Regions from separate parts of the Zea mays genome. Here region 1 is linked to region 2. Evidence: chromatin contacts called from public Hi-C data. All regions are on one chromosome and are shown on one strand. The core of a region is the stretch at or near the end of the contact, and the rest is flanking DNA. Distances in the headings are between cores, read along the strand shown.

Region 1 (5,088 bases), core at 113-2,612, 270 kb after region 2:
TGCTGCTGCTCCATGTTCCATGGTGGCGGCGACGAGGAGGTCGATCCCGGCGATTTGAGGACGGGGCTGCCCGGCTGCAGCTGGTAGGCGTGGAGGAAACCGTCGCTGGCCGTGCCGGTGCCGGTGCCGGTGCCGCCGCCAGAGCAGTGCGCCTGCTGGTCTGCCGCAGCGGAAGACCATAGGAACTGGGCGAAGGGGACCTCCGGCGACGACGGCGTGGTGGCCAGCAGTTGGAGGCTGGACTCCGGCGGGGGCGTGAGTGGCGCGGTGGACGGCTCGGTGAGGCCCGCGGACGCGGAAAAGGCCGGCGGCGACACCAGCTGCTGCGGCTCCCTGGCGTATGGGCCGATGGCGAAGATGGAGGCCGTGGGCGAGCTGTAGCTGCTGGCGTTGGCGTTGAGGAGCACCACGGGCGACGGCGACTCCGAGGTGAGCACGGACGTGGCGGGCGACGGCGGCGGCGCCACGAAGGCCAGCGTAGGTTGGGGCGCGTGGCGCGCATAGTTGTAGCTGCCCGGCGCCTGCTCGGCGCATGGTGCGCCCGGCGGCTCCGGCGACCGCGACGCGTCGGCGATGCGCTGGGGGTGGCCGTGCGGCCGGAACGACTTGAGCTTGGCCTTCAGACGCGACCACCATCTCGTCTTCTTCTGCATGACATCCCAAGACCCAAAGCATGAAGGCAAGGCAGGCAAACAACACCATCAGAGTTTAGAACACACCATGGATCAGCTCAGCTATGCTACTAGCTTGTTGAATCAGAAAACAATACTTGATATGATTTGCGGAACTCGATTGATGCATCAGAAATTCTGAAAGAAAGCCGCAGGTACTAGATACCTCAGTGACGCAGTTGGCGTGGTCGTGGTCGTGGTCGTCGAGCTGCTGGAGGTGCCGCTGGAGGCCTGTGCTGGTGGATCTCGCGGCGGCGGCCAAGACGATGGCTGCGGCGTGCACCGTGTCATCATTCTGCTGCTGCATCTTCTTCTCTTTTTTTTTCCTGCTCGCTCGGTCAATCGATGGATCAGCTTGTTGCCTAATTGGATATGCTGTGTGTCGTGAACGAATTGAAGGAAAGAAGAGGCTAGTTATGAAGTGATCGGTGGTGGATCATATGGAAGAAGCAGCTTTTTGCTTGATCAATCGTTGGGTCGGCTTGTTGCTTATTTGGAGCACGAATTGAGGAAGGAAGAGATGGGTGAAAAGGAAAAGGCGCGTCACGCCAAGCGTGGGAGTTGGGATCGGGAAAGGCAGGAACACAGAGGCAGCTCCTCTCATCGTCCATTTCATCCATCCGATGGTCTGATTCCGATCCGACTCAAACCAAAGTTTGACTCCCTTCCCTTCCATCGGTGCGGGTCAGTCAAGGACGCACTAATCAATCATCCAATTAGCAACGAGAACGGAACGACTTCTGCCGATTGGTTCCCCTTCGTCAACGCCAAGTCCACGGACGGCTTGTGTACGTGCTCTGTGCACAATAGGCGTGCCACCCCCACATCCACACGTTGAGGCAACATGTCATGGACACGGACCAAAATCCACGACTGAGCGCCTGCTCGAGCACGGCACGCCGTCGACGCGATTTCCATCCACGTCGAATTTGGCATGGCGTATCCACTGATCTCATTTCCCGTGCATCGTCCAGCCAGGAACAACCATCAGACCGAGAAATCCAGCCAGCAGCCCGCCGGCCGGCACAGAAAATGTTACGAGGTAGGAGAAAGAAGAGCGAAGAACCCATCATTACTCGTTGCGAGGATTGTTTCAGATTGGTCAAAGATAAGTGTTGATCACTATTTGTGGTATTAGATATGGCCGGACGGTTCACAATCAAATCAAAATAGGCGTAATTAACCTCTTTTCCGCGCATGTTTATCCCTCTAATATCACGGATTATATCGGGAAACGTCTAGAAATGGCTCTAGGCCTATTCCCTTATACATATGAAGGGGTAATGACCGATTGTGCGCATCAATAATCGAATCAAATCAATATATCTTTTGTTCCTTTACTTTTTGCCCTACACTACCGGACACAGTTGTTTTGTCGAGTGCTTTTGCATGTGATGAAAAGGAAGGCAAGAAGAAGGCTCCCACTCCAAGCTCCTCAAGTGAAGAAGATAAAAAAGAAGAAAGTGATGATGATGAAGATGATCAGCCCTCAATATCATCCTCTGAGGACGAAGAAACAGTCCGTCGCATCGGAAAGATAATGGGGATGATTCATAACATTAATCTAATGGGTGTGCCCCTGTAGGTCGATGATCTTCTCTTTAACATTAACAGGAAAAAACAAAGAAAAAGAGGATGCTTCGCATGCGGGGAGAAGAGCCACTTCAAGGACAACTTTCCAAATATGGTCGAACCCAGAAAGAGGAGGAGCAAAGGCAAGACGCTTACAAGTGTCAAAACTTGGAATGATTCTTGAAGCAAAGATGATTCTCCAAGGACTCGCAGCCACCACTCTTCATCACGCTATTCACGGTCATCATACAAATGCCTTATGGCAAGAGGTAAAACAAGTATCCCATCCTCTAGTGATGATAGTGATGATGAATGTGATGATGAGGGAAAGCCCTCCTTAGATGAACTTGTGCATGCCATTAAATATTTTTTGAGGATGTTTGCACTAAACAAAAGGCTCAACTTAAAACTTTGAAAAATAAGTTGATTAGCTCTCAAAATGATTATAAATGTTTTCTAGAAAAATTTGAAACATTTGTAAATTGAATTGTGAGATAACAATTAAAATTGAGCAATCGGAGTCTAATGCTCCATCCTCAACTACCGATGATAGCCTTATCAAAAAGAATAAAAAATCTAAGGCTAAGTTAGCTAGCTCTCAAGAAGCCATCGAAAACTTGCTAGAAAAAATGGAAATTCTTAGCATACATAAAAATGAGCTAACTAGTAAGCTAGAGAACATCGGTAGCACCCGAGGAGCATCTTTAATTGAAATTCCTAAAATTATTAAGAAAGATGATTATACTTCTTGCTTTGATTTAATTGATAATTATAATCCTTGCAATCATGTTCTTGTTAAGAATGAAGTTATAGAAACATTTCGGATGAGATTGCAATGGAGAATGAGCAATTATGGCAAGAGGTGGCTCGCCTAGTCAAGGCTTTGTATGACAAGAAAGACAAAGCCAAACAAACCCAACCTCCATAGGATAACACCACTGCGGGAGTGAACAAGCCTGGAGAGGGAGAAACTGTGGTTTGTAGGCTATGCCACAAGGAAGGCCGCAAGTCTTATCAATGCAAGGAGAAGACCAGGGATAAGCAAAAGCAAAAGCCAACCAGCAAAATCTCCAACACCTACATCAACAAGGTGGACAAAAAGGTCGCTACACCAAATTTGATCAAGAAGAAAAAGAATGAAAATGTGATAGCAATCATGGCCAACAAGCAAGCCAATAAAGGAAAGGGGGCCAAACACATCTGGGTGCCAAAGGAAATTATCTCAACCATGAAAATCACCAAGAAGGTTTGGATCCCAAGAGGGAAGTGAGAAGTCCGAAGTACTTCGGGGAATTAGGAGACTTGGCAAAATTGGGATTTATATCATGGATGCATCATATTGGACCAAGTCTATTGCCAAGTGGGTTAGTGAATACTTTGGACCCAAATTCCCCACCCATGACTAAGGCAACTAGATTTATTGCATTTCCTTGTTTTTTGATATGTGTATCTATTTTCTTATATCTAGCTTTTACCTTACATGCCTAGCTTTACATGTGGTATTTTCTTTTGATTAAAATTGCATGTATACTAGGTCAATCATATGGTAGGAATGCTCGTTTTGAATTCATATTCTTGAGCAAACTTACATGGTTTAAAATGTTAGTTAAGCACGACACATAGCTTATTCAATATTCCAAAGTAAATGATACTCACACTCCAATTGGTATCTTCATATGGTATACTACTTAACGTATAGTTTATACACTTCATATGGTATATCCTACAATTGATATCCTATAATTGGTATCAATTAACTTATATGTTCCAAAGCTCGAATTATAGATAATTTGCCCCTCTTGATATCAAAATCAAAGTGCATGTCTCCTACAAGTATTCAAAACTTGTATGCACACTCTCAGGGGGAGGTTACTCTATAATCTAAGTCTTTGATACTAATACATGTTTTCAAGTCTATTACATGTAGTAGTATCATTGAAGGAAAATGGAGTCCCCGGAGATAGACAATAAGCTTCCACTTCAAATCTACAAGAATTTCCATATTCCTCTATTGGTATCAATTACATGTCTTCTCCAGATTTTGCTTAGACTATATTTCATATTTTATGTTTCCCATGTTTCTATAAATGCATATGTTGTTAAAATATATCTTTTACCTATGTGGCGTTAGTCTAATCAGTCATATATTGTACCTTTCTTTCTCATGTGCTTTTCCTAAGTAGAGGATCTCCGACAGGGGGAGTATACCTTCTTATATGACAAAGGGGTAGAATATTCTTTCAAAGTGGGAGAACACTCATTTAGGGGGAGCTATCTGTTAGAGGGCAAGTCTTATTTGTTTTCTATATGCTTTTAATGTCTTCCTTTTCGGTGGTTCATTCTAAAGGGGGAGAAGTTTTTGGGACCAAAGCAACTCAAAATATATCAAACACCAAACACCACCCAATTTCAAAAATTTAAAATCTTGATCTTACAAGTGGTTTTGGTTATACAAGTATCTTTGGTATAAAATAGGAAGTAGGTGGATTATGGAGTTAGGGGGAGGCTGTAGGATCTAGGACACCGGCTAGGGGGGGTGAATAGACGGTTTTAACTAAAATCAAAGACACTAGAGAAATTTAATCAAAACAACAAGGGATATAAATTTTCTAACTTTGATAGGTTAACAAAATAAGATGAACAATTTATGTCAACACTACAAATGATAGACAATACACAAATTACTAACTTCTTGCAAGTAATGAGTAAAGAGTGAGAGAATGACACAGAAATTTATCCCGTGGTATCGGTGATTTGTCGATCACCCCTAATCCACGTTGATGTAGAATTCAAGCTCCCACTTGCTCCTCTATCAAGACATGGTTTGATCTTTGAGACAAGTGGA
Region 2 (5,055 bases), core at 830-3,329:
TGGTGGACACTCGGACGGATCCTGTTAAGTTATTTAGTGCACATGCATAGTCGTCTGAGGTCTTTGAGACAAGGACAGGTGCATGTGGGCCCAATAACTTGGGAGGTTCTGCCACACTGATGGTTCGCTCTGCCTCGCGGACGTGCTCAGCAAGGACCTGGTTGGTCGATCCGACTCGCAGCTTTGCTTGACAGGGACCTGGTCAGTCGCTCTGCCTCGCGATCCTGTTCGGCAGGGACCTGATCGGTCGCCTTACCTTGTGAACTTGCTCAGTGGGGGAGACTTTGGTCAGCAAGAAGGTTTCATGGGCCTTACTTTTGGTACTCCGTTCCTAGGTACCCGATAATACTTTTCCAGCATATTTAAATATCTCCTCCTATTTCATTCATCCCCCTATTTCACCTCATCTCCAACCTATGGGTAACTCCTCCAACTCAGTATAGAAAAGGGGAAGTATATCAATCAGGATGACCATATCTATGTCGCTGACGATGTGCGCAACGGAACTGATCGATCGAGGATGAGGAATGTGGCTAGCCTCACGAAGTCTGAAAGGACCTGGTCGAATGCGGGGCAGGCTGCGCTAGTGAGGAAGCCCGTGGACGCCTCAGAGGTCGAACTTGACGGCTATACGGTGTGGAAGCTCTGGATCCACTTCACTCCACTAGATCTACTCGTTGTGCCTCGTCGGTCGTCTCTATTTGAACTGTCGGACCACCGTCGGGCGAAGGCACCTCCACGGACATAGGGTTCTTCAATGCTGCTCGGCATCGCACCGAAGCGTCAATGTATGTGGAAGAAGCCAGGGCTAGCGAACGTGCGTCACGAGAGGAACTTTATGTTGGCGAGAAGAGCACCGACTCGACTGCGATGGGAGCATAGGGTCACCTCACATACGAGGCGTTTACGTAGCTCACGGAGGGAGGGGGAGAAAATGGTGTGAACAATTGGATGCTTTCGGGGAGCTATAGTGCCCATTTATGAGGGGGAGAGAGACGGTTCGGGAACCGTTGGAGATGGCCTTCGCTAGGGAACCAAATAGCCCTCCAATATCAGCATTAAACATTTTTAGTTTCACTGAGACTAACATAGTCTACTCCATCCGTTTCAATTTATAATTCGTTTGACCTTTTTATACCAAATTTGATTAATTTTGACTAATATACTTTAAGTGTGGCTTTGATTTTTTTATTTTTACGTAAAAAATTGAATAAGACGAGCCGGTCAAACTTGAAAATGTCAAACGAATGATAAATTGCGACAGAGGGAGTACTTAAGAGCCAGATTATCATATGTGTTCATTTTATTGTTGACTCTTTGTGACGTGGTAAATACATAAAGCCTCGAGCTACTTTATTAGCCTTTGCTTTATTTTTTAATCGTGACAGCCTCCAGGATTAGGGTTGAAAACGGACGAAAAAATCCAGTCCTAATCTGTACCGTTTTTCACATTTAACTCGTCCATTTTCGTATTTTCGGAAAAATCTGGAAACAGGAGAGTCTATTTCGTCCGTTTTCGTGGGATCCCATTTTTCAAATTTAACCCATATTTATCCCGTATTTAAGAAATCCGGGATGACCCCAATATACATTAGTGCACAAACTAAATTATCATATTCTTAAGTGATATATTATAACATAAGTGGTCATTCTAGCCACCGGCTCTCCTTAATGGCAAGTGGTTTAAAAGCTCAAACGACATCGATCGTAGCTATATATACTATTGGCAAGCAAACAACAATAAAATGTTGTCTCTCTATATCTATTTGTTTCATATAATTGTCATGCTAGTCAGTCATCAATATTGTACGTGTATGTATTAAATTACGAGTTTCCGTTTAATATTTCCGCTTTCGTTCTTTTTCATACACCCATTTATCTCACTACCGTTTTCGTTCTCGATTATTCTGGACCTATCCTGTTTTCGGTGATAAAATGTGGGGACGAAAACGGGAGATGCGTTTTTTTATCGGTTTTCATTCCTAGACAGGGTAGACTACATATCATGTCTACAGTAGAAGGTTTGTTTTTTTACATATGAACACGGGCACACGAATCGTCGGCTCACGGCCTCGTCACGCCCACCCTCTCCCTCTTCGGGTTCCAGGCTTCCAAAGTTGTCAGAGACGGCGAGAGTAGGGGGTTTCCAGGAAGCTTCGCCAGGGCGCCGGTAAGTTGACTGGATTTGCTGCTAGGCAGTCAGGCAAGCTCGAGTTTTGCCATTTGAGAAGGAGAGGGAAAATGATGACCTCGTGGCTTCTGGGCCGCCGGGGCCCCTCCGGCTTCTCCTGGAGTTCCACCGCCGACCAAGTCACGCAGGGCATCTCCGCCGCCGGCCTCACCGCCATCGTCACTGGTCCGTACTTATTCCCCAACATTTCTTCTTCCTTCTTCATAGTATTTATTATTAGTAATCCAGCCCAATCCCATCCAGGGGCGTCCAGCGGCATCGGCGCGGAGACGGCGCGAACGCTGGCGCTGCGCGGGGCCCACGTCATCATGGCCGTCAGGAGCCTTCCCGCTGCCCAGGCCGTCAAGGACGCCGTCCTCGCCCAGGCGCCGGGGGCCAAGCTCGACGTCATGGAGCTCGACCTCTCGTCCATGGCCTCTGTCCGCGCTTTCGCGTCCCAATTCATCGACAGGGGTCTCCCCCTCAACATCCTTATGTATGTATTATGTTTATATTAATTGTTGCCTGCTTTGCTACCTGGGATGAATTATGACTCCTAACGAATCACTAATTCAGTCAGGAGAAACAGCTCGTACTCGGTTCCAAATTACAAGATGTTAATGGTAGAATTTATTTAACTTTGTGTGATTCTTGTGTTTGAGATTCTCTTGTGCCTGTTCTAATAATCTGACTATATATTGATAGGTCTGCTAATTCAATGCTGGTTCTCTTGACATTTGTTCAAAGTGTAGCTTCAATATATCTTATGGCATTTAATTGATTACTTGGCCCTCTTGCTGGCAGCAACAATGCAGGAGTAATGGCAATACCTTTTGCGCTTTCAAAGGATGGAATTGAGATGCAGTTTGCAACTAATCATGTTGGTACGCATTCAGTATACTTCACTGCTTGTTTAAACTGTTGTGTGTATGGAGATTTCCTACTTCAAATCATATAGCATTGTATAGCACGTGCAAGTCTAGCGCTCTAACTCAAGCTGGAGTTTTTTACCTGACCGTTATTCAGAAGTTTTCATTTATCATGGTGTTTAGACACAATTTTACTAAACTGTGGTTCTAATTTCATAATTTTCAGGGCATTTCCTGCTCACACACCTTCTATTGGATACCATGAAGAGGACCTCTCATGAATCAAATTTGGAAGGAAGAATTGTCAACGTGTCATCAGAGGGGCACAGACTTGCATATCGGGAAGGAATCCGTTTTGACAAGATCAACGATGAATCAGTGTATGTAATTGCTGTGCTGTGATTATGTTCTACGGTCTAATTTACTTTGTTTTGAAGAAAACCTAGCCACTTGTTCAATCTTGTGTTGTGCAGGTATAGTAGCATTGGTGCATATGGGCAATCAAAGCTTGCAAACATATTGCATGCTAATGAACTTGCCAGGCGATTTGAGGTATGTCTTGTCCATCTAACACATGCATGTTTTCTTGACCTTATGGTGCATGTATAGTTACAATGCATTTGTATGCATTGCAACTTTTTTTCTCGAGCGCGCATGAGAGCTGCGCACCATTATATTAAGAAGAAAAAGATCTAAAATAGACCGATACAAACCGTCGGAGCGGTAAATGCACGAAAATAGAAGAGGGTTACAAGACAGCAGAGAGAACCTGAACCACACAATACACTAAGGCCAAATCTGCTTCAGCCCCGGTGCCCCTGCTAAGCACCATAACCTGGCTTCCTCCTTAATATCTTTGACAACCATGGCCACACTGGGGAAATTTTATCAAAAACACATGCATTACGATGTTTCCACAGCCACCAAGCCACAAGAGCGACCATCGAGTTAAAGCCTCCTCTCTTCTGTTTAGGCTCCTTCAACACAGCTGCCTTCCACCATTATTGGAAAACTGAAACGCCAGGATCAGGAGCTAACTGCTGCAGACCTATTAGCGAGAGCACCAAGAACCAAGTTTGCCTAGCAAAGACGCAAGCCACAAGAAGATGCTGTATAGTTTCCTCCTCTTGATCACAAAGCAGGCGATACTTACGGTGCGCTAAGCCTCGGCGAGCCAGGCGATCCGCTGTCCAGCAGCGATTTAGAGAGGCCAACCAAAGGAAGAACTTACACTTAGGAGGCACCCACGTCTCCCAGATGCGTGCAGCTGGCTCAAACACCACAGCCCCACAAACAAAAGATTGTAAGCCGACTTGGAAGAGTAGGCACCTGATGCGGAAGGGAATCATACATGCTGGTCATGAATTCCGGGGCCAAGATGAAAACCTTGCAGCATGTCCCAGCACAAAAAGAACTCATAGAAGGCCTGCAAGGACAGAACACCTCTAACATCGTGGAGCCATTGATTATCAGCCAAGGCACCTTGAACAGTTCTGATGTTCCGAATACGATTAGGCACTGAAGAAACCAGATTTGGGGCAAATTCAGCTGAAGATTTTCCATGCAGCCATCGATCCAACCATAATAGCGTTTCAGCTCCATCACCAACTACCGACCGAACTGACACAACAAACATGGTCGCCGCACAGGGATGAACCTGTATATTATTGTGAATTCGGTTGAGTTTTCTGTAGCCATAACCATCTCATATTTAGAGACCAACCTAACACCTCCAGATTGTGAATTCTCAGCCCTCCCAACTTGCGAGGCCGGCATACTTTTTGCCACCCAACCAGACAATGGCCTCCCTTGATGTCTTCCTTTCCACAAGAACCTTCGTCTGATCTTATCAATTGCCTTGATTACCCACTTGGGACATTGAATGGTAATGAGATGATATATTGGAATAGCTGTTAGGACCGAATTGACCAACGTCGCTCTACCGACAGGATGATAAGTGTTGCCTTCCAACCAGGGAGCCGATCAGCTACCTTATCAATGAGCGGATAAAAATCG

What was found. Hi-C and Micro-C count contacts between places; a contact is called where the count stands out from the background.
Region 1: a contact with region 2 is called in a Hi-C map of endosperm, with 1.9 times the contacts expected there. The contact joins the promoter of LOC100275596 here to the promoter of LOC100217007 in region 2. A contact is called at or near these places in 4 of 25 Hi-C or Micro-C datasets (ear, endosperm, leaf and 1 more).

What each region holds. Positions count from the first base shown.
Region 1 is chr7:55,749,314-55,754,401 of Zm-B73-REFERENCE-NAM-5.0, reverse strand. It overlaps LOC100275596 (hydroxyproline-rich glycoprotein family protein), which reads right to left and starts at 1,362. Exons shown (of 2, transcript NM_001149646.1): 1 at 838-1,362; 2 at 1-647. The coding sequence starts at 978. It overlaps LOC103633883 (probable pectinesterase 15), which reads left to right. Exons shown (of 1, transcript XM_008655551.4): 1 at 1-954.
Region 2 is chr7:56,021,203-56,026,257 of Zm-B73-REFERENCE-NAM-5.0, reverse strand. It overlaps LOC100217007 (Retinol dehydrogenase 14), which reads left to right and starts at 2,079. Exons shown (of 8, transcript NM_001143383.1): 1 at 2,079-2,356; 2 at 2,435-2,666; 3 at 2,975-3,054; 4 at 3,266-3,419; 5 at 3,513-3,591. The coding sequence starts at 2,242.